Regions from separate parts of the Mus musculus genome. Here regions 2, 3, 4, 5, 6 and 7 are each linked to region 1. The links are chromatin contacts, called in public HiChIP or PLAC-seq and promoter capture Hi-C maps. All regions are on one chromosome and are shown on one strand. The core of a region is the stretch at or near the end of the contact, and the rest is flanking DNA. Distances in the headings are between cores, read along the strand shown. Region 1 holds the start of Papss1 (3'-phosphoadenosine 5'-phosphosulfate synthase 1). Region 2 holds the start of Ppa2 (pyrophosphatase (inorganic) 2). Region 3 holds the start of Gar1 (GAR1 ribonucleoprotein). Region 4 holds the start of Pla2g12a (phospholipase A2, group XIIA). Region 5 holds the start of Casp6 (caspase 6). Region 6 overlaps Mcub (mitochondrial calcium uniporter dominant negative beta subunit). Region 7 holds the start of Sec24b (Sec24 related gene family, member B (S. cerevisiae)).

Evidence for each region. Promoter capture Hi-C pulls out the DNA fragments that hold promoters and counts their contacts. HiChIP or PLAC-seq counts read pairs in DNA pulled down with a chosen protein or histone mark. Capture Hi-C pulls out chosen DNA fragments and counts their contacts.
Region 2: a contact with region 1 is called in a promoter capture Hi-C map of liver, with 2.5 times the contacts expected there. The contact joins the promoter of Ppa2 here to the promoter of Papss1 in region 1. A contact is called at or near these places in 5 of 39 promoter capture datasets (hippocampal neurons, liver, pre-B cells and 1 more).
Region 3: a contact with region 1 is called in an H3K27ac HiChIP or PLAC-seq map of thymic regulatory T cells, with 9 times the contacts expected there. The contact joins the promoter of Gar1 here to the promoter of Papss1 in region 1. A contact is called at or near these places in 5 of 39 promoter capture datasets (embryonic stem cells, hippocampal neurons, liver and 1 more), 5 of 484 Hi-C or Micro-C datasets (CD4 T cells, CD8 T cells, pre-megakaryocyte-erythroid progenitors and 1 more), 2 of 115 datasets of contacts at active chromatin or transcription factors (astrocytes and thymic regulatory T cells) and 2 of 9 other capture datasets (adipose tissue and liver).
Region 4: a contact with region 1 is called in a promoter capture Hi-C map of pre-B cells, with 6 times the contacts expected there. The contact joins the promoter of Pla2g12a here to the promoter of Papss1 in region 1. A contact is called at or near these places in 6 of 39 promoter capture datasets (the C10 cell line, embryonic stem cells, hippocampal neurons and 3 more), 2 of 484 Hi-C or Micro-C datasets (B cells and CD4 T cells), 2 of 115 datasets of contacts at active chromatin or transcription factors (astrocytes and thymic regulatory T cells) and 1 of 9 other capture datasets (liver).
Region 5: a contact with region 1 is called in a promoter capture Hi-C map of pre-B cells, with 4 times the contacts expected there. The contact joins the promoter of Casp6 here to the promoter of Papss1 in region 1. A contact is called at or near these places in 5 of 39 promoter capture datasets (embryonic stem cells, hippocampal neurons, liver and 1 more), 2 of 484 Hi-C or Micro-C datasets (B cells and CD4 T cells), 1 of 115 datasets of contacts at active chromatin or transcription factors (thymic regulatory T cells) and 2 of 9 other capture datasets (adipose tissue and liver).
Region 6: a promoter capture Hi-C map of liver shows a contact between it and region 1, with 2.3 times the contacts expected there. The contact joins the enhancer-like site here to the promoter of Papss1 in region 1. A contact is called at or near these places in 4 of 39 promoter capture datasets (the 3T3-L1 cell line, hippocampal neurons, liver and 1 more) and 1 of 115 datasets of contacts at active chromatin or transcription factors (thymic regulatory T cells).
Region 7: a promoter capture Hi-C map of adipose tissue shows a contact between it and region 1, with 4 times the contacts expected there. The contact joins the promoter of Sec24b here to the promoter of Papss1 in region 1. A contact is called at or near these places in 4 of 39 promoter capture datasets (hippocampal neurons, liver and pre-B cells), 4 of 484 Hi-C or Micro-C datasets (B cells, CD4 T cells, CD8 T cells and 1 more), 1 of 115 datasets of contacts at active chromatin or transcription factors (astrocytes) and 2 of 9 other capture datasets (adipose tissue and liver).

Annotation. Positions count from the first base shown.
Region 1 is chr3:131,563,165-131,566,701 of GRCm38.p6, forward strand. It overlaps Papss1 (3'-phosphoadenosine 5'-phosphosulfate synthase 1), which reads left to right and starts at 1,604. Exons shown (of 12, transcript NM_011863.2): 1 at 1,604-1,819. The coding sequence starts at 1,760.
Region 2 is chr3:133,308,083-133,311,619 of GRCm38.p6, forward strand. It overlaps Ppa2 (pyrophosphatase (inorganic) 2), which reads left to right and starts at 2,028. Exons shown (of 12, transcript NM_146141.2): 1 at 2,028-2,199. The coding sequence starts at 2,058.
Region 3 is chr3:129,829,501-129,833,037 of GRCm38.p6, forward strand. Gar1 (GAR1 ribonucleoprotein) reads right to left here and starts at 1,896. Exons shown (of 7, transcript NM_026578.3): 1 at 1,618-1,896; 2 at 1,095-1,353. The coding sequence starts at 1,341.
Region 4 is chr3:129,876,661-129,880,197 of GRCm38.p6, forward strand. Pla2g12a (phospholipase A2, group XIIA) reads left to right here and starts at 1,946. Exons shown (of 4, transcript NM_023196.4): 1 at 1,946-2,275. The coding sequence starts at 2,059.
Region 5 is chr3:129,899,487-129,903,023 of GRCm38.p6, forward strand. It overlaps Casp6 (caspase 6), which reads left to right and starts at 1,929. Exons shown (of 7, transcript NM_009811.4): 1 at 1,929-2,020. Gm46825 (a long non-coding RNA gene) reads right to left here and starts at 1,945. Exons shown (of 3, transcript XR_001783989.2): 1 at 1,831-1,945; 2 at 1-634.
Region 6 is chr3:129,929,101-129,932,637 of GRCm38.p6, forward strand. All of the region lies in intron 3 of Mcub (mitochondrial calcium uniporter dominant negative beta subunit), which reads right to left. Among named protein-coding and RNA genes, the nearest start is that of Gm40151, 16 kb to the right of the region's middle. Within about 2 kb of position 1,546, at least 26 of the 459 cell types and tissues checked have an H3K27ac peak or open chromatin away from gene starts, as enhancers often do. A contact at or near this core is called in liver, where this site is marked.
Region 7 is chr3:130,059,215-130,062,751 of GRCm38.p6, forward strand. Sec24b (Sec24 related gene family, member B (S. cerevisiae)) reads right to left here and starts at 1,693. Exons shown (of 24, transcript NM_207209.3): 1 at 1,355-1,693. The coding sequence starts at 1,454.

The sequences.
Region 1 (3,537 bases), core at 354-2,853:
AAAAGAAAACAATTATTTTTTTAGGTGCATACAAAAGAATAGGTTTCTTTATGACATTTTCATAAATATATGTGATTGGCCTTTGTCCACATTTTCTTGTTTATCATTGTCCTTATTTTTAGTCTTTTAGTCTCATTCTTGTGACTGCTATAAGCAGAATTTAGAATTGTATTGAAATTCAGTCCTATATACTATTAGATTAAGAATCCCCTAGATAGAGCTAAAGGATGGAACACGCCTTGAATCCCAGCACTCAGGAGTGAGAGGCAGGTGGATCTCCGAGTTTGAGGTCAGCCTGGTTTACAGAGTGAATTTCAGGACAGCCAGGGCTATAAAGAGACATCCTGACTCAAGAACACAAAAACAAACAAACCAGAAAGAAAGAAAGAAAGGAAGAAAGGAAGAAAGAAAGAAAGACAAAACAAGCAAGCAATAAAGACATTTTATATATATGGTGGAGGAATAAGATCTGATTTGCATGTTAGAAGTACCTGTCTGACACTATTGAGAACAGAGAGGTTGGCAGAGGAGTGATACTTGTTGTGTGCGTCTCTCTGTGTGCGTGGTGTGTATGTGTGTGTGTGTGTGGTGTGTGGCGCGTGTATCTGTGCAATGACGACTCCTGTTAGACGTGGAGGAGGGAGATTAATTTGAGACTTTGTCAGTGGAGCAAATAGGAACTGACTTGCTAGCAATAGGCTATGCAAGTAAGCCTCAAGTGTTGATTGATATGTGTGTGTGTGTGTGTGTGTGTGTGTGTGTGTGTGTGTGATCACTGGTCGTCATCAGTAGCGGAGTAAGCAGCTAAATTTTGTGAGACTGTGGATGTTTGCAGTTATGGTTATGGTGAGCTTAAAGTTATGGGGATGAGTGCGAAGGGTTATAACTCCTGGAGAAGGCCTCCCCCTCCCAGCCCCATTCTTTTACGAACTGATCATGGACTATATGTGGTTGGAAATGCCCTTTATAGGTGAGCATTCCGCCTTGCGTACCAGGGAACCTGGATTTTAGTCCTCTATGAGTAGCAAGTACTAGAGAAGCCCCTTTGTGGCTAGTCAGCGGCAACAAACACTGCATAGAAATTTCCTGATAGAAAGCGGCTCTCCAAGTGGGAAAGGCGTCACCTTACAAATACTTTCTAATCCTTGATGAGATACAGTTGATGTCAAAAAAACATTGTGCACTGAGTAGGATTGCAAAGCGGTGAGCAACATGTAATGGTGAATTCACTTAAGTAATCCTACTTTTTGCAGGGCTGGGAAACATTTTTTCAAAGTCGGCCTAGTTGACAAGCGCACACATCGAGCCTGTGCAGTGTTTGCGGAAGAAAAGCTAGAGAGCAGCAGGAGCCCACGTCAGCTTCTTCCCCTACCAGCCTCAGCTCTAGGGAGCGTCTCCCACGCCCAGCTCTGCAGGCGTCGCTCCGCCTCGCTCACTGCGCATGCTCAGCATCTGAAGGCTCTCTTCAACAAACCCTCAGACCACGCCCCTCGTCCTGGGTCAAGGCGGAGCTTCAAGCGCCCCTCCTGGTGATTGGATGTTGAGGTCTCGACCCCGCGCCTCCGCTTCGCCCCGCCCTCCACGCTGCTCGGATGCCTAGCTCCAGCCGAGGCGATCACTAGCTGGAGCGCACGTCAGCGCGCGCCTGAGCCCGGGGTGCAGGCCCCGCCCCTTCTCCCTGCTCCGCCCCGCCCCTCGGCCTCTCTCCCACTGCTCGGCCCCGGGGCTCTCAGCAGCAGTGCATCCGCGCTCCGCGGCCATGGAGATTCCTGGGAGTCTGTGCAAGAAAGTCAAGCTGAGCAATAACGCGCAGAACTGGGTGAGTGGTGGCCGCAGGCCGGAGCGCGGGGAGCGTGGGTGGCTGTGGGAACCGCGGGCTGCCCGTGCATCCTGCGGGAGCCGGGGGCGGGGACCCGGGCGGCGGCGGCCGGTGAAGGCGAGTCCAGGCCCGGAGCTGTCCCCTAGGCTGGCGAGGCGGAGGGCTGCGGCGGAGGCAGACGGAGGCGCCTCTGCACGTTCCGGGTGTGCTTGGCCCAGGTTTGGGTCGGTCTCCGAGTCTTTACGTTTCTGAGTTGCAGTGTACTGAGAGAATAACAATGTGGTCATTCATGGATCGGGACTGCAGGACTGAGGTTCTTTGTGTCTCTGTTTTAAATTGGAATGTCGGACACAGACATACTTTTAAAGACTCGATTTCTGGTGACAGTTAGGTGTGGGAAGATTAATAGTTTCTAACATTGAACAGCGAGTGCCAGTTGGCTTCATTGGCCAAGTGCTATGGCTTCAGAGGGTCGTTTACTTCTGTAGTTTATTCATTGGTGGTGGCAGCTAAGATGGTAAGCGCGAAGCTGGAGACCATCCAACTTTGGAGGCTGCAAAGGCCCTGCTTCAGCGTTAGATGGATTTTTTTTTTCTTTTATTCCGCAGGTAACAGGATCATGAAGTTTAATTTAATCTTGTAAATCATCACCTGCCCTTGGTGAGTCAGGAGAAAGTTAAAAAAAAAAACGCTGTTTCAGGCTAGTGTTCTTTTGAAGTCATTGATTTGCCACGTCTGCTGTCAGATTCAAGAATTCTCACTGTCTTCTTTCATCCTTTACCTTAACTTCTTAGAAGGTGAGAGGGATGTGAGATAAAAGGGAGATTAGGAGGTTGGAAGGGACAGACTCCTGGCGTGGGCTCCAGTCCCCCGCCTTGCTGTTTGTAAGTTGGGTGATCTTGAGGACAGTCACTCCACTCTGAATCTCAGGTGACTGGAGGGTGTAACAGTGTGTCCTTCTCAGGATTGTCTTTCTGAGTAGAGAAGATAACGAAGGTGAAAGAGCAACGAAACCATTGCTCTGAAACTCCGATTCAGCATCACTATTGTTGCTAACAGGATTTTACGGATAGGGAGGTAAGTTGACTAAATTGGAGTATTTCAAAGAAGTTTCAGTAATACTGTCTGTCTATAAGTCATTTATTTAAAGATCATTTTGTTATTTTTTGAGTCTGAGTGTTTTCCCTGTGTGTATGTGTATGCACCAGGTGCGCGCCTGATGTTCCAGAAGGGTGTGTAGGATCCCCTTCGGGCTGCAGTTACAGGTAGTTGTGAGCCACCATTGTGTGTGTTCTGGGGATCCTCTGTAAGAGCGAGTGCTGTCAACTGCTGAGCCAACTCTTCTGCTGCCCTAATTCATTTATGTATTACATTATTTGCTAATGTAGAGATCCATATTTGACAGCTATAAAAAACCATGGGGCTCAGGGCTTGCTTTGCAGTTGCCCATGGCAACTGATTGTTAAGGGCATATGTTTTTATGGGCCACAGTGAGTGGCCTAAGATAGGAGTTTTATTGCAGTTTAGAGGCAAGGTTAGTTTGGCCCCAGGGGTTTTTATGAGTTTATGGAGAACCTCATATTTCTGAGGTGGGTGGAGCCATTACATCCCTGAGCGGAGACATGTTTGACTACTGAAGGTAGTTTTTGTTGGGGAGCAGAGATAAAGATGGGGTGGAGCAGGGTTGTGTAATGTAAATGTTTGGCTAAAGAGTTAGG
Region 2 (3,537 bases), core at 778-3,277, 1.7 Mb after region 1:
CTGCAAGTTCCATGCTATAGTTGTCTCCTGGGCTCCACATTGGACTGGCTCCTGGACACCTCACTATTCTCAGATACAAAATCAGAATGATGGCTAAGCTCGGCTACATACCAGTCACCCCAACCCTCCAAGCTCAGCCAGTTTTCTCTTTTATTTGTAAATTCTGGATCTGTGCTCAAGAGCTTTTTGAACATTTGTCTTTACCCCTGTTTTGTAAAGTCCTAGAATTAAAAATTAAGACACACACTTACTGTCTTAATTTCATCATTACTGTGAAGAGACATTATGACCAAGGCGACTCTTATAAAGGAAAGCATTTAATTGAGAGTAGCTTGCAGTTTTAGAGGTTCAGTCCATTATTACTATGGAAGGAAATATGGCAGCATGCAGGCAGCCATACTAGACAAGCTGAGAGTTCTACATCTTGATTGGAAGGCAGTCAGGAGGAGACTGTGTTCCACACTGGGCGGAGCTTGGATACAGGAGACCTCAAAGCCAGGCCCCCACAGTGATACACTTCCTCCAACAAGACCACACCTCCTAATAGTGCCACTCCCTATGTAATTCAAACACATAAGTCTATGGGGGCCTTACCTATTCAAACCCCCACACTTGCTACATGATAGTGACAGATGTCCACAGAGGAAATTCAGCGAGTTAGGTTCCAAATGTCTACATTTGAAATGGACAACTATTGTTGAATAAATATCTTCAGAAATTTGTATTTTAAAATTAACCAGTAAGCCAACTTTGTTCTCATAACATGTATTGTATATTCGGTTTTGATCCACAGGTATTTCAGTAAATTATAGAAAATGAAAGATGAGATTTTATATGTTCAAAATCAAGCCATTTCTTTTTAATGCCATAAAGTAATATGTTCCTAAATCACATACCCGGAATTTGATGCTAATTTTAAGAATCTAGACTATTAGACAGCCCAGAACCTTGTTTCAGTAGGAATTTCTTTCTCAAATATCCAATATTTGAAGTTTAGGTGAAATTTTAAGCTTTCTTTTTTTAACATAGGCAGAATCATATAAATCAATGAAATAAACGCAGGAAGGAAATGTTTCCATTTTTTATAGGACAACTTAGCTTGCAACTCCGCCTAATCATGTTGACGTGTTACAAAGCCACTAATGTCAAAATTTTTTAGAGACTAGGCTAAGCAATGTCTAAGTGGCTAGTGGCACCTCTAAGAGATCCTTTCTGAAACCTGGGTAAAACCAGTTTGGGTTTTAACTGTCACAATTTAGATGCAGAAAGAACCCAGTAGGTGAGGATGTGAGCCTTGCTCACAGTTGGAGCAGAAACTGGTAGAGGTCCGGAAGACCATTCCAGTGAGGTCTTCCCAATCAACTGGTCTACAGAAAAGGGCAATGGTTGGTTCCTTCCTTAGAACCACAGCTCCCGTTGTTACTGGACCAGACTGCAAAGACTGCTGTTGTAACTAGTTGTGGCCACCGGACCAGACAGAAATACTTGTGAAGTATGCAATTGCAGAGAAGTTAAAAGTTACCTGTACTTGGGTTAAATATTAAAGGGCCTTATGGAGGAAGTGGCGTTTGAGGGAATTACAGATTTAGGATAAATCTGTGTCAGATGTCTTCACAAGGACGCTCGATCATTATACATTATAGTCGTGTGTGTGTGTGTGTGTGTGTGTGTATGTGTGTGCGCGCGCGCGCGCGTGTGTGTACACTCCCTCCTTCCGGCTTGGATGTTCCTTTAGAAATTTCTGGAGGTATGCATGCAACCAAGTGCTACATTAATGTAATCAAAGTCTGACCGCAGACACTGACAGTGTGTGAGTGGGTGCGTGGTGGTGAATTCCTGGGGCTTCTAAGGTCCTTGTCTTGATGGTCTTCGGCCTCTGAGGGCTTGTGGAGCAAAGTGGAGAGGTAGGTGGCCCCAGGAATGCAGAAGAGGGTGGGACTTGATGCCACTTGAGGCCGACCGCGGGGAGGCAGTGCGGGCTCCGGGCGGCAGGGGGCGCCGTCGAGCGGCCGCGCCGGGCCCAGCACCGACCCTGCGGTTCTCGCAGACCGTCCGCCATGCGCGCGCTGCTGCCGCTGCTGAGCGTCGGCCGAGGGTGGCGCGTGGGGGCCGCCGCCCGCCCTCCGCGCCGCGTCATGTCCCTGTACCGCACGGAGGAGCTGGGCCATCCCCGCTCGCAGGACTACCGCCTGTTCTTCAGTAAGTCGTTCGCCCAGCTCCGCGCCGGCCGGCGGAGGGGCCGCGGCGCCGTGCCCTGCCCTGCCTTGCTCTGCCCGGCCGGGTCCGCAGCCCGCGCCCAAGCCCGCTGCGGAGGGGACCGGTCTCGGTGCGCAGGGTGGCGCGGGGCCAACCGCCCTCTGCAGCGACCGCAGCCGGCCCGCGGCGCTGAGCTCCTCCCGCTGACCTCCGCGCCGTGGCCCGCCGCTCGCCCGCGCCGCCTCCTGGGCGCTGCTAAGCCCATCCGCCTCCGTACGGCCGCAGAACTTTGGGGACCGGGGTCTTCACTCCGAAAGCGAGTTTGCCTGCGACCGCGACCTTGCTGTCAGCGCAGGCGTACAGGCAGGGAGGAAGTGGGAGGAGAATGTGAGCCAGGCGCTGGGATAGGCTTGTGTGCACAACGCCATCACGAAACCTTTTGTTTGGTAAGGTTAACTTAAAAACAGCAACAGTCAACTGAGTTTTTAACCTAAAAGTTTGCACCCTGAATGCCATCCACAAGCAGGAGATTGGCCGGCGTTCTGGCGAGAATGTGGTGCCTTTTCTTGCCCTGTACGTTGAGCAAAACCTAGAAAGAGGGCCGTCTGGGCTGCCCTGGGCTGACGCCAAAGACAGAAAAGCTCCTGGCCACTTTCCTTTTTCTTTTCACTCTGTAGGTCTCGTTAACAATCGCGTGAAAATAGCCACGTAGATGGGTTGCTTTCAGGCCTCCTTTACTTAATACCAGGTAGCGGAGCGGTTGCAATGTCAAGGCTTGTGCACACCTCTTAGGAGGTTCCGCCCTGAAGAGGTGAAGCTAAATCTTGTTCCGAGACCCCCATGCTGGATGAGTGTCTTAACTTGCTAAGTATTAGAATTTTTTTCCCCTATAAGATAGGGCTGCAGAAGCGGCTATGTATGTTCAAAGAAGTCACCGGACTTATAGTATAACTTGAAATCATTAATAACTGTACTTTGATTTTTACAGTTACTTTTCTGGAGCTGAAGGTTGAAGATTATTTTGTGATAAAGGAGCAAACCTAGCTTAAACTCTTTTTTTTTTTTTTTTTTTGTATTATTTTGAGACAGGGCCTCACTGGGCAGCCCTGGGCAGCTTGGAACTCACAGTAGTACACCTCCCTCTGTCTCCTGGATTGAACACATGGGGCACTTCGAATGGCAAACTCTTGTCATTGTAATAAATCTTATAATAAATAGTTTCTTCACAATTAGTTTCTGTTTGCTCCTCTACAAGAGACCCTGTCTTGTTTCTTGTTGAGGCGAGATGGATTTAGGTCTTTTAAAAGAGGGTGTGTACACAACCGGATCCTGGGTAGACAA
Region 3 (3,537 bases), core at 646-3,145, 1.7 Mb before region 1:
CACAGAACAGACACGAGGCCACTGCAAACACTGACCAACTCGGGAATCCAGTGGGCTTTGCCACTTGTCTTTCCCCATATCTGATCCCCTCTATGGCAGAGCTCAGCTGTCAACACTGTAGTCCCAAGTTAGCATGCCACTACCAGGGGACCTAAAAGAGACTCCCCTTCTGTCTGTACACTGTAAAATGAGGCCAGTCACATCTAACTGCAGCCACACCTGATGCTAAAGCAACAGGAACAACAAACTAGGTGCTTACAATGGTGCTCACTCGCTGTCCACCAGTTACCCTGTCATGGCTGTTACAGCTGCATTCAATGCTACGTTCCATTGACTCTTCTTCCTCCCCAGCCTCAAATGTGAACCACTCTGGCTTTATTGATCCCTCCCTCCTTTCTCAGAACTCATCACCACTACCACTTCTTCACCAGTGATTATCCCTTCCTGGGAAGTGTGCAAACACAAGGCACCTCTGTTTCTGTAACCCAGGATTAATACCATTCGCCTACAAAACTAACTCCCCAACCTTAGCAACAACTAGAACCTTTTCTTCTCACTATCAGCCAAGTTCTACTTATATTTCTTTTGAAATCCCTTCTCCATCCGTGTGTCCAATGCACAGACTTCAGGCAGCATGGAACCCAGGGAACTATGAATGTGGCCCTACACAAGATAGTACACACACTTATTTACAACATGATTTTGCAGGGTGCAAGGGAATGAGTGTTCAAACTAGGCTGCATGGTTATGGAGTGTGAATTCTGTAGGTATTTTCTGGTAACTGAAAATATGAGCTACGAAAACTAAAAACTTGGCTTTGTGTTTCAACTATATCACTAAGGAATCATACTTAATCCTAAAAAGTGTTCTGCCCTTTAGAAGGAGCCAGGTACTCAATGTTGTCTAAGTCTCATCTTTTCAGTCCCAACTCAAGTTCACCTCCACACTGCATTTCGGTTCTCATGATCAGTCCCTTATACGTGTCAGGGCACTCAAGCGACTTGCCTTTCGGAGTCTTATCAACAAACGCACTAATAACTTAAACCGGATTCTATTCCCAATGCAAAGGAGGTTAAGCTCAGAAGACGACTTACAGACGACACGTTCTGGAGGCCCTTGATCTTGAAATTTATTAAAGCCTCCACGACCGCCCCCTCGTCCAAATCCTCCTCGGCCGCCGCCCCTGAAACTGCCGCCGCCGCCGCCGCCTCCGCCCCTGAAACTGCCGCCGCCGCCTCCGCCGCCCCCTCGGAAGTGGTTGTTGCTGCCGCCGCCACGGTTGAAGCCTCCGCCTCCACCACCGCGATTAAAGCCTCCGCGACCTCCGCCTCGGAAAGACATGCTCTCTCCGGCCTGGCGAAATAGACGGGCCGCTCCTCCCGGTCACCGCGGGTCGATCATTTATCTAAGTCCCCTCCGCCTCGCTCAGGCCACCAAGAAGGGGACAGCAGTAAACGCCGCCCTGCCACTCGCCCACACAGCCAAGTGGCGAGCGCAGAGAGAGCGGTGTCTTCGCCCCAGCCCCACGACCCGTGGCTCGCCACCGCATCCCATGCCTCTCCACCGCATCCCGCCCCGCGGGTGCCCTCACCCTCGCTCGCCCTCCGCCGCACTCACCGCGCCACGTGCGTCTCCAGCCTAGCCCGGCGCGCGCGCGCGGAGGGACACTTCCGGCGCGCTCAAACCTCCTCGGCCACCGTAGCCGTCCAATGTTACCAGACTAGAAATTGGAAGGGCTGGTTTGCAGGAAGGGCCCGTCACTACCGGACGCAGCGGTCCCAACGCCTTACCGAGTAGAGCACACAGCACCGGAAGAGAAACAATAGCGTCCAGCGTGACCCCCCCCCGCCCCCACCTCATCCACGCAAGGGCCACCGCGCTAGAGGTGGCGGAAGTGACGCAAAATCGCAGCGCCCTCCGTACGCGACGTTTCCGGAAGTGTGGCGGCGCGTTGCCCTTGGAAACGGAGTTGTTTGAGTCCTTCCGTGCTAACAGCTGGTGAGGCGTGTCGTCGCTGAAGCGTGCTGGCTGCAGTTGGTGCTACTCGCCGGGCTCTGTCACTTCTTGGGTTGCGAGAAGGTCCCGACCTGACTCTGCTCCACGGAGTGTTGGCCACTCAAGCGGTGCTCAGCCCAGGACGTCGGAACCTGTCACCGCCAACGGAGTTGCCTCTGTGTGTGTGTGTGTCCTGTTATTATTAAATACGAAAGGGTGTGTGTCGAAGTTGCCTGTGTGTCCGTGTTCTGTTATTATTAAATAGGAAAGGGTGTGTGTTTGTGTGTGAGATGACAGAAAGGCAACCATTTTTAAATATGGTCTCAATGTCTTCATCAAGTACGTTTTGAACTCCGAGAGACTATGCACCCATCTATAGATGACACCTCACCTCCCGTCTCCTTAACACTCTCATCTCCGACATCGGTTTCCTTACATCACTAAAACTTCACTCATCACAAAAGAAGTGACCTCTAGTTCTTAAATTTGGTTGACTTCTTTTGTATCTGTATTGTCTGAAACATCTCTTGGCATTTGACAATATCACCTTTTATTTGAAAGAAAGTAGAGACTGATCCGCATATCAGAGGATTATTGTGAATAGATTTTTGAAAGATCTTTGTAAAAGATATAGAAACATTAATAATTCCAGTATGCCAGTTACTCTAAACTGTAAACTTCTTGAAAAAGTACACACCAGTTCCAAATATTTTTAAAAATTGGGCAAATGTACTTTAAATTTAGATGTTATAACCATATATATCCAATTATATATTATATTTATAATATAATATATGTAATATAGAACATACAATTATAAAATACTGAATTATAATATATGTAATAATTACATATGTAATTTTACATGCATACACACCATATATATATATGTATACACACACACACACACACACACACATATAATCAGCACTATCCCTACCTCTATTCTAGGCTTGTGGCAATCTCTAATCAAACCTGATGGGTTTCTGTTGATTCCTGTGAAGTACCTTTGTACTGTCATAGCTGAGTTCAGCCTTTTGACACTGCTACCCTTTTTCATTGCCACTCCAAATCACTCAATATAGTCTAAGAATTCAGATGCTCAAACATCACAACAGGCAACATCTCCCATTCTGGGCCCCAGACTAAATAAATGCTTGTTGACTTAACTTCTTCCGTCTGTGCTGCATTTGATGATATAGTGAATCTAATACCATTGCTGTTTTGTATAGTCTCATACTCAGCTCCCCCATAGCCCTGCACTTTCCCTTAGCAGTGTGTCTAAAGCCGTTTACATGATTAGTAATCAGTATGTGCACTTACCATCCCTCTGCCCCATCAGGCTAGAATTGCTGCCTTGTTTTCTTTGTCTTTGTTAGACTCTTCCTCTCTCCTGAAATAGCTCCATTTTCCATCCACTAGAATAGCCCCATATTCTGACCATGGAGGAATGCTCTAAATAATTTTACTATTTACACAGCCCCTGCATAAAATTTACATACACACATATACATGCATGAATGTACACACTAGAACAATAAA
Region 4 (3,537 bases), core at 696-3,195, 1.7 Mb before region 1:
AGGGATGGGTCCTTAGGTTTTCCCATATGTGTTCAGTGCCATGCATTAAAGATTGAGCCTTGATCAGAGAACTTTGTCTTGGCTCGTAATTTCTCTCACTGTCCTTCCCATCCATCCCCAGCTTTCCTTTCAGGAACCCAGGAACCCGTGGCTGCTGGCGGCTACGATGATAACAATGATGATGTGTTTGTAGGTGCACGTAGACGTCTGAGGACAACTTGGGGGAACCCCCTTCTCTCCTTCCACTGCGGGTCTCGGGTACCAAGAGGCTATTAGGCTCATGTAGCAAACGCTGAGCTTTCTCACTGGCTCTTAGCGTTGCTTTTGTCAGAGTACTTTCTCACAGCAACAGGGAAGAAAATGAAGTCACAGATGAGGTTCTCAGGCAGCTTTCCAAAGGCCTTGCAGCTTGAGGGGCCAGCCACACACAGGATGGAGAGCAGCTCCGTGTCCTGGTACCCATAGTGCATCAGAGAAAAGGACAAGCTGGGTGTGGCCTCGTGCCCAAGACTTGAAACCACTGAAGAATTAAAGTTGAAATGGGAGGCAGGGAGGAAGAGGCAGGGGAGGGTGGAGGGCTGACATGAGATATGGAAGACAGGAGATCCCAGACTGTTCCAAGGGAGACTGAAGAAGACAGAAGCCACCTTGGGGAAGGAGAATGCCCCTGGTTCTAGATGGGTCAAGGAAAGAAAATACAGTGTCTGGGGACAAAACTGATGACGACAGGGTACCAGGGAGGGGGATCTGAGTCTGTGGCAATGGTGAGATTTTATTTTAATTATGAGGTGACTGCTGTGGCCATGGATGGCAGATCATAAAGAGAAGTGAGGAACTGAATCCGGTTTAACCAGTCGTGTTATTGCATCCGTGTGCAATAGACGAGAAAAGGTGCCAAAGAATCTGGCATTTGAGAACGTAATCCCCAGAGAGAGACACGCGGCAACCCGTGTCCTCAGAGCACAGGTTATTGTTAAGGTAAAAGACATACATTCAGCAAGATGTAAATGTGTAAAGAAATAGAAAAGAGAGAGGCTTGGCGCCAAGATCCTAGCACTTGAGAGGATAGTGTGTTCAAGGCAAGTTGGAGGGCAGCCTGGGCTACAGGCCAAGACTCTGTCTCAGAAAAATTAACTGAGGGCTGGTCCCAGGTAACCTTACCGCATTTGTCCCGCTTCGGAAGACACACTCCTGCCTCCCTTTCCTCTGCCTAGTCGGTGATTAGCTTTTTCTCTACAGTATTTAGAATTTTAAGGAGGGATAACTGCCAACTTCTCCTTCCTTAGAATTAGAAGCAATGGAGGAAGTGCTCTGGCAGATTGAGCAGAGTTCCATCTTCAACAATCCTCCAGACCATGCTGCGCTGCTAGGACTGCGGCTGATCATAGGGTTCCCACAAGAACCCAGGAGGCAAATCCAGGCTTGGTAGGGTGCAAGGCCAGCCCGTGTTCAAACAGTTTTCTACGCTGGACCCCAGGCCTTGTCCAGTAAAGGCTGGGACTGCGGAGCCCAAGGGAGGCTGTGCTACTGGAGTCGTTCTAAATTATGGTGTCTCGGTAAACAGGAGAGCTTTGTAAAACAAGCAAGCAAACAAACCTCACTAGGAGCTGGGAGGCGGTGGCGCACGCCTTTAATCCCAGCAGGCGGATCTCTTGAGTTCGAGGCCAACCTGGTCTAGGTGAGTTCCAGGACAGCCAGGGCTACACAGAGACCCAGTCTTGAAAAACAATACAAAAAACAAACAAAACAAAACAAAACCAATTCACTGTGGTGTTGAACCAAAGCAATGACTATGTCTAGGGCATTGGCAAGGCGTTTTTAAGACTCCATAGAGGCAGGACCGTAAGCTACGGGAGCGTTCCGGAGACCACGTGGGCAATGAGGCTCCCACGCTCGGGCGCATGCGCACTGTGGGCAGCGGCGCGCGTGCCCGGGCGGGCCCACCGTTCGGCGCAGCTCAGTGACGGGGCGCGAGCTCGCGAGCGCGGAGGAGGCCGGGGGCCTGAGCCGGAGCCGGAGCGCGCGCCGCTGCCCAGCCCCGCCGCGCCGGCCCCGCAGATGGTGACTCCGCGGCCCGCGCCCGCCCGGAGCCCCGCGCTCCTCCTCCTCCTGCTGCTGGCCACTGCGCGTGGGCAGGAACAGGACCAGACCACCGACTGGAGGGCCACCCTCAAGACCATCCGCAACGGCATCCACAAGATAGACACGTACCTCAACGCCGCGCTGGACCTGCTGGGCGGGGAGGACGGGCTCTGCCAGTACAAGTGCAGCGACGGTGAGCCGCGACAAGGGGGCGCGGGGTGGCAGGGGGTTGGAGGCGGGACAGTCCCCGGAGGCTGGGGGGTTGGGGGGAAATGCGAGAATCCGAGCCAGGCAAGTGGATGGGGACGGGTATGAAGCGAGAAAATAAAGGGACTGGTGCCAGGCAGGGGGATGTGTGTGTGTGGAGTGTGGAACAGGTAGATGAACAAGTGTGGAGCAGGTGGATGGGGCACAAGTGGGGGGCTAGAAGATGGAGGGGTACGTGTGGGGCAGGTTGTGGGGCGGGGGACACTTGCGGAGCAGGGGGGCGGGGACAGGGAAGCGGGATGGAAGGACGAGTGCGGGACAGGGGGATTAGGGGAACAGACGCCAGACAGGCATTGACTGCGTCCTCGGGTGTGGAAAGAATGAGCAGCGCTTGGAGCGTGCTGTCCTTGGGATTGAGCAAGCTGGGAACAAATGTGAGAGGTCACCTGAGTGCGCGCTCTGCACTCTGCTCTCCTTTGCATCTGAGCTTCTCGCCCTCTCTCCCCGCCATTGCACAAAGTTGCCTAAGAACTTTCTGATGTACGGGGCGGGGTGGGGGTGGGGGGCGGGAAAGGTGGGAGGGAAGTGGGACAGACTGAGTTTAGCACGTGCGGTCATGCACAGGCGCGCGCACACACATCATGTAATTGGTTCAGCTAAACATAGAAAGCCAAACGACAATTTAAAAGCCATCAGTTGGTGTTAAGTGCCATTTTGTTTGTTTACCTGCAAAGCTAGGTAAAATAAATTGTGGCTTTTGTATAGATTTCTGATGTACTTGGTTTTTGAGGGAGGTATACTGCATTGAAAAAGTTCCCTAACTTCTGGAAAACAATCTAAGACTTGCAGTTTTGTCTTGATTTGATTTTTGAGACAGGGTCTCAGGTAGCCCATGCTGGCATTGAAGTTGGTATGTAGCTGAGACTGACCTTAAACTCCTGTTCCTTGGCCACCCAGGTTTTGGATGACAGACACAAGCCATCTTGTCCGCCTTGTAGCTTTCTTGGGTATCACTGGCCTCTCTTCCTTATTCTCTGTCAATATTAGAGTTTGTCTGCTCATTCCTTTCATTGTTTTTAAACATTCTGTTTGAATCTGAGAACTTGTTTCATGGCAGCGTGAATAGTCATAAAATCAGCACTTAAGGCAGTGATTTGAGTGAGGGTTTTTTGTTGTTTTAGTGTTTTGTTTTATTTTAAAGCATTCTGTGTGTGTGTGTGTGTGTGTGTGTGTGTGTGTGTGTGTGTG
Region 5 (3,537 bases), core at 679-3,178, 1.7 Mb before region 1:
GCACAAAATAATGAAATCCCTTTAATTACATAGACTATAAAATTAATGGAGTCTGGAGAGATGGCTCAGAAGATATACTTGCTGCCCTGTAGTGGGTTTAATTGGGCAGCTCACAGCCACCTCTAACTCCTGCTCTAAGGTCCTTCTTCTCAGGACTCTATGGGCACATGGAAACATGTGCATAAATAACCGTGCAGGTGTGTGTGTGTGGGGTGTGTGTGTGTGTAAGTGAAACAATAAGGAAGGTGTGATTGTGCCTATCTTTAATCCTTGTACTTGGAAGGTGAGGCAGGATAATCACAAGTTCAAGGCCAGTGTGAGTTATATAGGAAGATCATGTATCAAAAGGGGAAAGAAGTAATAACAATGTTTTGAGATAAGAAGGTACTAAAGCATGAAAAGCAGTCCCTTTTATCTGCTCCTTTCAAATTTGTGGAAGGCCAGCCAGTCGAGGATCCTGCTCCTATATAGTGAGATAGAGATGCATTGTCAGGACTCAGATAAATAATGAAAGTCATATCCAAAGCATAGGCAGTCTTGGGAGTCAGACAAGCCATTCAAACCAGGACGGTGGTCGACACCCTGAAGTTCACTCTCTGCTAGGTCTAGGCAGCTGGGCTGGGGATGATGAGACCTAAATAAGTAAAAAAATAAAAATAAAAATAGACCACACTGTTTCCCCAAACAAGAGAACGGAGAGCAACTCCCAGCCATTTTCCCTGAGCTTCCCCCATGAAAGGCACGGTTCTGAGTGCAGGTTTAACTGGTCACCACCACTGGAGGGAAAGCTTGAAATGCCATGTCGTAATGACAGAGAAAATCATTATTAAGACAATTGAATATTACTAAGCCTAACCCTCTTTACTTGCCATCAAGAGGGGCCCAATTAATTTCGGACATGTTTTCGGGGCAAGGAAAAAGGTTTATTCAGTAAGCAAGACACAGCAAGACTTCCACTGTCTTATTTTAATAGAAATGGTGACATTGAGACTAGTGAAGGCCAAAGGCTGTGCAAAGATACCTGCAGATGCCCAAAGCCTGCTGCAGCAGGCATGAGACTACGCATGTGTGAGCCCGCCCTGCCCTGTTAAAGAACCTCCCTTATGTACACACATGCACACACACACACTTCCTACACACATGCACACACACACACTTCCTACACATATACGCATGATTAAGTAGTGTAATAAAAGACTCCTCAGTCAGCTGGTAACACCTTAACATAATTTTTATCATCTATAGTTGCTTGCTTTTAAATGACAAGGTGGCACACAGTAGGCACAATATGACAGGAAAGGCCATGGTCACCATCACCTACAGATAGACTGTCGTTCTTAGAATTTATGCATGCACTGCCAAACTACCCCTACTTTTATAAGCCAGACTTAAACATCCAGGAATTGGTAGAGTGCTAGGCTAGCATGCGAGAGTCCTGGGTGCAGTGGCACAAAGACAGTTATCACAGCACTGAGTGTGGGGGCTGAAGGATCAAGGTCAGGACCTCAGCTACAGGAGACTCAGGGAAGGAAGGAGGGAGGAGAGGGGGTTGGGGGGTGGGAAGAAAGTCCAGGAGTTGCCTCCGTTTTGTTTTGTCTAAAGCCCTGTCCAAACAGCAGCAGCAACAACAACAACAAAAACATGAGGAAAAAAGCCCTCTGACTGTAGAGTAAGCTCTCTACACTAAACTGAGCACTAGATGAAGTGGCGAAGAGCGATTGTCGGGCGGGGACGGCAACACTGAGTTCACCACCCTGGACGTGAAGTTGCCCTACTTGCTCCCCGGGCAGTGCCCTCTTCCCCAACACTTACACATACACATATGCTTACACACAGCCAGGCTCTGTGCAGGAGGAAGACGCAGTGGCGTCCTGGCGTTGCCTGGGTGACAAAGGGCCCAGTTGCTTGGGGAGGCAGAGGCGGATCCTGGGGCGGGGCAGGAGGCGGGGCGGGGCTGGCAGGAAACGGGTGGACGAGCGGAGGCCTCAGGGCTAGGACACCGGTGGGAGCTCGCGGGCAGGTAAGTGCGGACACCCGTGCGTGCGTGGGGCACGGGGCAGAGAAGGGTGGTGGCCTCCGGGGACTGCTAGGACTGACAGAAGTGGGCTTGCGGCGCTGTGCAGTGAAGGACGTAGCAGCGGTATTTTGCTCAGGCTAACCCCGCCGAGCGCTTTTGTCCTCACGTCCGCTGCTTCCCGGCTGTTTAAACTTTAGAGGGCGGCGCTTGCACTGTGTAGTGGAGAACTTGGCTCTGCAAGTTGAATCCTGTTTTTGTTGCTCGCGTCTGTCTGAAAAGTGGGAAGAGGAGGCGGACCAAGGCTTGGGGCACAGGCCTGCGGTAACCGGGCTCAAGACCCCTAACCAAGGCCAGACCTGGGCGAGCACCTCCGCCACAGTGTCTTCTGCAGCCAGCAAACCTGTTGCTGTCTACGCGTTAGCCCCAAATAACTTTTCTCCACACAGTGATAAACTGCTAGTTCTTGCTTCCCTCAGAACAGGCTTCCTGTCGCCTATCAAAACCGACGTCAAGCCTGAAAAATCTTTAAGGTCTATCAGAGACGGCCTTTATTTCAGAACTTCTGTCCTTATTCCAGAGGAAAACTGTAAAAGTCCCCATGGTCCTACCAGGAGTGGTCCTATTGGACACACAGGGTCTAGTGGTCATCTCCAGTTTAGGGATGAGTAGTGAGGGGTGGGAAGCCAGGTTGGGGGAGGGCACCGTGCCGCTCACCCTTTTGTTTGATTCCTTTCCTCTCCTGTTCAGTTCTATGTGTATGTGCCCTTTCCAGAGTATGTTCTAGGGAGGTGAGTTACTTCTTACAGGTTATTAAGTAGATGGTTGACAGGGAATATGGGTAGATTCTCATGAAGGTCACTAGTTTGGAAAGTGACCTTTAGTGGAATGCCTGGTGACATGTAGTACAGACTTTGTAATCCACCAGTGCCGGGCTTTCGGTTCCGACCTTAGGCAGGACTGGCCCTGTTCTGTGTTCTTGAGCTTTGGAAGTAGTAAGATAAAGTATCTACCGTCCCATGCAATCAATTACAGTGGCTGATAGCTTTATCTGGAGGGTACCATAAAGAGAAAAAGAGGTGAGTGATTTTATACAAATTAAACTAAGGAGCTCAGAGGCCATGCTTACTGTAGGGTCGAACAGTAAAGGAGAAGTGAGACATGGCCAAGACTGACGATTAATGCTGTGTACAGTTTTGAGAACCAGAACAGAGGAGACCACACATTTCTAACCCTCCTATAGGCTATCTTAATCTCTGCTACAAAAGAGGCCAAGGCCGGAAAGTCTCAGGTTCAAGGTCAGCGTAGATAACACAGAACAGCTCTTGGGGAAATGCTGTGCCATATACGCTTTGAAGCTGCTTTGCTGTGAGCCAGGCTCTGAAGACTGCGGCAAAAGGAATGTGAATTTGAGGCCAGTCTGGGGTACGTTGCTTTTGAACCCTTGCTAAGGCAAGACTCTCTTGAGAAGCCTGCATCCGTGTTGTGCTGGGTAGTCTTATGTCAACTTGACACAAACTAAA
Region 6 (3,537 bases), core at 296-2,795, 1.6 Mb before region 1:
GGACTGGTTAGAATACAAGAAGGGGTTTAAATAAAACAACAGCAACAAGGAATTGTTTTAAGACAAAAACTTTAGGGTCATAAACCACATAGAATCTAAATATAGAATCAATAACTATCAAATGTGGCTTTATCATTAAAAGAAAAATAGCGTCAACTGCGACATCATGACGGAACTTCTCCCTTGCATCCAGACATGACAAAGTATTCCTTGTTAAATCACCCCAAGGGTTAATCCTTTGTACCCCATCCCCCAGATGTTGTCTAAAGACCACAAGGTGTAACTCTCTTGGGACGTCCCTCCTGAGTGTGTACTTCCTAAAACGAAACTTCCTAATCCCCAACCTTGTCTCATCTCTGAATTCTTACCCTGAAGATGAAGGTTCTAGAAACACATGGTAGAGGTCTCTGCCTGGTCTCTGTATCTCTCAGGCCTCCTCACCCTTAACCCACCAGTAATGACGCTAGCATCAGATGTTCATATTCCTGAAGGCTCACTAGCCCTTGACTTAACTCCATTTGGCTCACTACCGGCATCATTCCATGGCACCTCTTCCTCTAGAGCCAATGAAGGTTCAAAGTAAAGTTACACTTTCCAAGTTCTCGTCATGACAGTGCTATTAGCTCTCAGTCTAGCAATATTTCCTAGTTGCTGTCTAGCTTTGCAGCTGGTATTTGTAGAAACTTGTCCCAAGACTTGGTGCTTGTTCAAGCTTACAATTATATTGTCTGATATATATATATGTATATGTATATGTATATGTATATGTATATGTATGTATATGTATATGTATATGTATATGTATATGTATATGTATATGTATATGTATATGTATATGTATATGTATATGTATATGTATATGTATATGTATATGTATATGTATATGTATATGTATATGTATATGTATATACACACACATATATATATGTATACATATATATACACATATATACATATATATACATGTATACACATATACATATAGTAATATATGTTTTATATGTGATATATCACATACACATATATTAATATATTATAAATATATAATGAATATAAATATATATGTTTTATACATGATATATATCACATATACATATATATACACACATATACATATCTTCTGGCCCCCTGAATTTCAGTTTAGGAATGTTTCAGGCACGTGGGGATCATCATGGGAGAAGGAAGTTTCCTGGAAAGTTTTAACCTCAAGGTGCTTTGCACCAAGTCTTACACAGTCTATTTTAAAACCAAAACCCACAAGGCTTTGACGTAGGCCAGGTGTTAAGAAAGCAAACTCACTGTGCGGTACGTGGGAAACCAGTGCTGAGCAGGGAGTGCTCTCTTCTCCAGAACAGCCCACACATAATTCTGTGAAATCTACTCTAGGAAAGTTCTGGAAGTGTGTTTCTTCCTGCCCAGGTGTCTGCTCATATATTCAGCTGAAGCCATCTCAGCTACAGTAACCAGTGTGCCCCAGTAAGGCTGTTCTCACAACAGAGAAGCTGGCTGGCTGCCTCCTAGCTCTACCGTCCCAGGAGGCAGTTAGTCAAGTCTGCAGCTGGGTCTGTGGCTAGAATCTAGCTGTCTGGGCTCCTCCTGTACAATTGGGTAAGACCATGTTCCCAGGAATTGGCAAAAAAAAAAAAAAAAAAAAAAGGGAAAAACGAAAAAGAAAAAAAAAGGGGCAGATGTACGGCAGTTTCAGAACACACTTTTCAAGTGCAAACTAAACACAGGCAAATTCCACCCCTGTCCTATTTGCTTAAGAACAACAAACAAACCATAAAACAAACAAAAACCCAGCAACACAATGATGTTTTTAATCTGATTTCCCAAGTATCATTAAAAAAAATACATTTAGATGACTTCAATAAAGTATTTTTCAACTCAATTTAGAGTCCCATTTCCTTAGAGAAAAGTTTCTGTCTTCCGTGTGCTGTGTTTTCAACGTTATTGAAGTATTTTGAGGAAATGTCAGCCATTTTTAATCCATCAATCTTACCCACTTTTCTTCACTAATGTATGGGATATTTATGTGAAGGCCCTGCTCGTTTTGACCCCATCTGAGGTCTGGGTATGCATCTGTCTGTTGCCAATTCCCAGGACAGGCAGGAAAGCCCAGGGTTACCATTGCTCCTGTGTCTGAGTTACTGAGAAACCCATTGTGGCCACAGGTAGGAAGAAAGCTCACCTCCAGGCCCTTAGAACAACCAAGAGCCCCTTTCAACCTGCTCAACCTCATCTGAGAATTGTTCCTCCTCCAGCCTTTGCTGCTTGACTATGCCCAATGCAAGGCCTCTCACCTGGAGTTCCTCAGAACTGCAAGCCCCTCTCATCTCCTCCAGGTCCCCCCATCTCCTCCAGATCCCCCCATCTCCTCCAGGTCCCCCCATCTCCTCCAGGTCCTCTCATCTCCTCCAGGTCCCCCCATCTCCTCCAGGTCCCCCCATCTCCTCCAGGTCCTCTCATCTCCTCCAGGTCTCCCCATTTCCTCCAGGTCCCCTCATCTCCTCCAGGTTCCCTCATCTCTTCCAGGTCCCCACATCTCCTCCAGGTCCCCTCATTTCCTCCAGGTCCCCACATTTCCTCCAGGTTTCCCCCATCTCCTCCAGGTTTCCCCCATCTCCTCCAGGTCCCCCCATCTCCTCCAGGTTCCCCCATCTCCTCCAGGTCCCCCCCATTTCCTCCAGGTCCCCTCATCTCCTCCAGGTCCCCACCATCTCCTCTAGGTCCCCCATTTCCTCCAGGTCCCCCCATCTCCTCCAGGTCCCCCCATTTCCTCCAGGTCCCCCCATTTCCTCCAGGTCCCCTCATCTCCTCCAGGTCCCCACCATCTCCTCTAGGTCCCCTCATATCCTCCAAGTCCCCCCATATCCTCCAGGTTCCCCCATTTCCTCCAGGTCCCCTCATCTCCTCCAGGTCCCCTCATCTCCTCCAGGTCTCCCCATTTCCTCCAGGTCCCCTCATCTCCTCCAGGTCCCCACATCTCCTCCAAGTTTCCCCCATCTCCTCCAGATCCCCCATCTCCTCCAGGTCCTCCATCTCCTCCAGGTCCCCCATCTCCTTCAGGTCCACCCATCTCCTCCAGGTACCCCCATCTTCAGGTTCTCCTCTTGTCTAGATCTTTTCTCAGTGCTGACCCTGCAGACTCAGCCATCGCAATCCTATGTTACTTTATTTTCTCCATTAAGGTTTACACTAATTAACATTCTGCATAATTATTGCTTTATCTTGTTTGTTTTCCCTCCTGAAAATGTTAAGTTCTATTACGCGCAGGAGTTTTATCTCTGTGGCTCTTTGCTCTGTCTCTAGCATCTATAAGGTGTATGCTAGATGCTCAACAAATATTTGTTGGATGAATAAATTCTTTAATCTCTATGTTGACAACATCTGTATCTATCCCTTAATTTGTTCTTAAACTGGTTAGGGAAAAAACTGTTTATTTTTCTTGCTTGTTTATTTAGCCTTTTTATTTTTAATTATGTGCATATGTGTTCATGTGTGGGTTTGTGCACATGAGTGCAATCCCTGTGGTGG
Region 7 (3,537 bases), core at 443-2,942, 1.5 Mb before region 1:
AAGTTATCCTCTGAACTCTATGTGCAAGGAGGGGCACAGTCATTTATACCCAGGCACACATAATAGACAAAGCTGCTCACAAACCATGTTTTCACCTGGACAAGTGTGATACAAATGACACCGTTCACCTTCAAAAGCTCTTGATACTAAACAACAACTATAAGAAGCATGAAATATTGATAAGTAAGACCAACCTAGGGATCTTAAGACTAAACCATCATTTTTTTTTAATTGTGAATAAAAAATTCCACCTGATTCTTGGGGTGTTTCGTGTTTGAAAAGCATTACTGATTTTCCAAACTTTGGCTGTAAATTTGATTAGCACGCTGTGTAAACTAGGCCAATGATTTGATGAGTATTGAGTAGTTTTGTTTTTTGACACAGGGCAGAGGGATTTTCTTCGCTTTACTTTGGGAGGGTCTCATTAGACACACTCAACTCTCTAAGGAGGGCCCCTCCCCTACTTAGGAACATTCCAGATATCCAGAGCAGGGGCCAGGCACGCTAGGGTAAGATCATTTCTCAGCAATAACTCCTGCATGCTCGGAGCCTATAACCTCTGTATGAAAGCCACAGTCGTGTTTCCCTACGCAGGCCTTGCATCAAAACAGGGCCAAGCAACTCTGGCACGTTTTCCTAGACTTGAAAGTGAAGCTGGAGATGGGGGACTCTAAAGGTGTTCGCTTAGTTGACACCTGCTACCCCGGGAACACTACACTACTACAAGCGAACTCCAAAGGCTTGAGCAGCAACCGCAGCGGCAAACCACAACAGATCCGAGGCCGAAGTGGGTCGGGGTTACAGTTACACTTCTGCAGCACATTTACATCCTTCTGCCTACAAACTTGAGTGCAAACTAAGTTCCCTTCCAGGCGGCGTGCTCGCTGGGCCTTAAAAAAAAAAAAATCAAAGCTACGTTCCTGGGGCCCGGAAGGATGCGATCCACCAGGTACCAAGGTTGCTCCCAGCCCTCCATAGACCAAGCACTCTGCGGCCCCGGCGTCCTGTGAGCTCTCGGGGCCCAAAGGGTCGCCCGGGGCAACCGGCCGGCGCCCAGGTCGGAGCAGACGGTCGTGCGGGCCGCCGACCCCTCCACTCCGGCCTCGGTCCGCGCGGGAGGGCAGGCCTGGATGGCAGGCGGCCGGCGGCCCCGCCCTGCCGGCCCTTCGGTCGCTCCCCTCGCCGCATCGCGGCCTCCAGGCTCCACCGCGGCCTCGGGGCCCCACCGCGGCCTCCCCGGTCCGGCCCTGCCCTGCCCGCCCCCAGCCACCGCGCAGGCCGCCCGCCCGCCCGCCCGCTCTCCCTCCCTTCCGCCTGCCTAGGCCCCACGCCGCGCCCCGGCCTCCCGCCTCACCGTTCTGCTGCGGCGGTGCCAGGCCGGAGACAGCTCCGCCGAGCTTGGGCGGCATCCGGGCGCCGGCGGCCGGGTGAGGGGACCCGGCGGGGGCCGACATGACGGCGCGGCTGGCGGCGGCGGCTCCTCCGCGGCGGGAGATGGGCGGAGGGAAGGAAGGCGGGGCCGCGGAGGAAGAGGAAGAGGAAGGAACGCGCCCGCGTCACAGGCCGAGTCACTCTCACCGACGACCGCGGCCCGGGCACCCACGCTCGGCCGCGCCACCACCGCACGCGTGCGGACCCCGGCCCAGCCCTCCCGCGCCAGCGCCCCCTGCAGGCCGGAGCTGCGACCACCTCCCCGCACAGGCCAGACTGCGGCTGCGGCGCCGCCGCCGAAGGGAAAGGCGCGGGCCACGGTGGCCGCCGCTACCCGGATGGAGCCTGCGCCCTGCAGTGCTGCAGAGCGGTGCAAAGCTGCGGGCTGAGGTCCCGAGTCCTGGGTCACGCCAGTCCCAGCCCACCCACGTACCCATCCTCGGAAGAGGAAGCCTGGCTTTGGATTTGTTATTTATTCTTGTACAACGCCACCCCCCCCCACTCCAACTTAATTCCAAATTAACAGCGCAATCAAGCTAAATGTTGATTGAAAATGTGTAATTCCCAAGCAGAGAGAAAACATTTCTCTATGACAGATTCCCCATAACAGTGGCAGTAAAGCCAGAACTTTGACCAGTGGCTTTAAACGCTAGGAGAAAGATGAATGCCTAATACTAGGAGAGCTTGAAGACGAACTTTATATTCCCCCCACCCACCAAGGGTTGGCTCCGCCCGCCCGTTGGTGTTTAGGAGAGCTGTGGCATCCAGAAGACAGGTCAGCTTGCTTTGACTACCTTAGTGAAGTCTTAGAAGCAATCTCCCTGGTCCGTTCAGCATGCTGACTGGCAAGTAAAGACTACTTTATCCAAGTCATTTGGGCATCTTGGTCCCAACTAGGTCACGGTCACACAGTGGTGGGTGTGCAACTGCTCAAAAACGTTCGGATTCAGAATGTGATCTAGTAAGATGGCATTTCCGGAGCGCTGGAATCCTATTTACTGGAAGGTTATGCCAACCTCAAAGGTTCGTAGTTCTAGAACACAAAGCCTTCCTTAAATAGTTGCCGTGAGTTAATGACGGATGCCCTATCGAACCGCACTAAAAATAAACTTTGGAGTTCTGAGATTTCCAGCCACATTATGCTCTGTATTCATGTGTATTGTGGCTTTGTTCGCAGCAGCTCAGCCTCCCTGAGCTAGAGATCACACCCCCACTTCATCAAGGAGGTCACAGTTCAAGCCCTTGCCAGGAGTCCTTTGAATTTACTAAAATTAAGGGTGACACCATGTGAGTAAGGGAAGAATAGGCGATTGGCTTTCTGCCTCTGCAATGTGTTCTTGATGTTAGCTGATTTCAATCAGGTGTATGGATATGTTATTTCTTCAGGGAAGATTCCTCACACAGACTGAGATATTACACTTCCATAGATCTCCATAATGTAATGGCTCCAAAATTATTTACTTCCGTTGGTCGGTTGTGTTGGGCCTAAAGGAAACTTCCGTACCCCAAATTCCAAATGGCAATCCAAACATCAGCCTGGACTATAGGAGGGTTTCTGGCAGTTAGATAAAAGGCAGCCTTCCTAACAAACCTGGGAAACTGTTCCCCACTGTGATGGTTTGAGTAGGTATGGCCCCGAAGACTCAAGTGTTTGAGTGCTTAGCCCATCGAGATTGGCACTATCAGGAGATGTGGCCTTGATGGAAGAATTATCTCACTGTGTTTTGAGGTTTTGAGGTCTCATATGCTGAAGCTACACAAGTATGGTGCAGTCTCCTGCTGCTGCCTGCAGATCAAGATGTAGAATCTCCGCTCCTCCAGCACCATAATCTGCTTGCAGGCTGCTATCCTTCCCACCCTGATGATAATGGACTAAACCTCAGAAACTGGAAGCCAGCCCCAAATTAAATATTTCTCTTTATAAGAGTTGCTGTGGTCATGGTGTCTCTTCACAGAAATGAAACCCTAAGACACCCTCCATCAAAAGGAGTTGTTTCTCATACCTCTAGCAGGAGCGACTATATATATATAACTACCTGTGGTGTCCATTAGCATATCAAAATCCATGCTGCCCTCCATCGTTCCTCTGTACCACGAATACCTGTT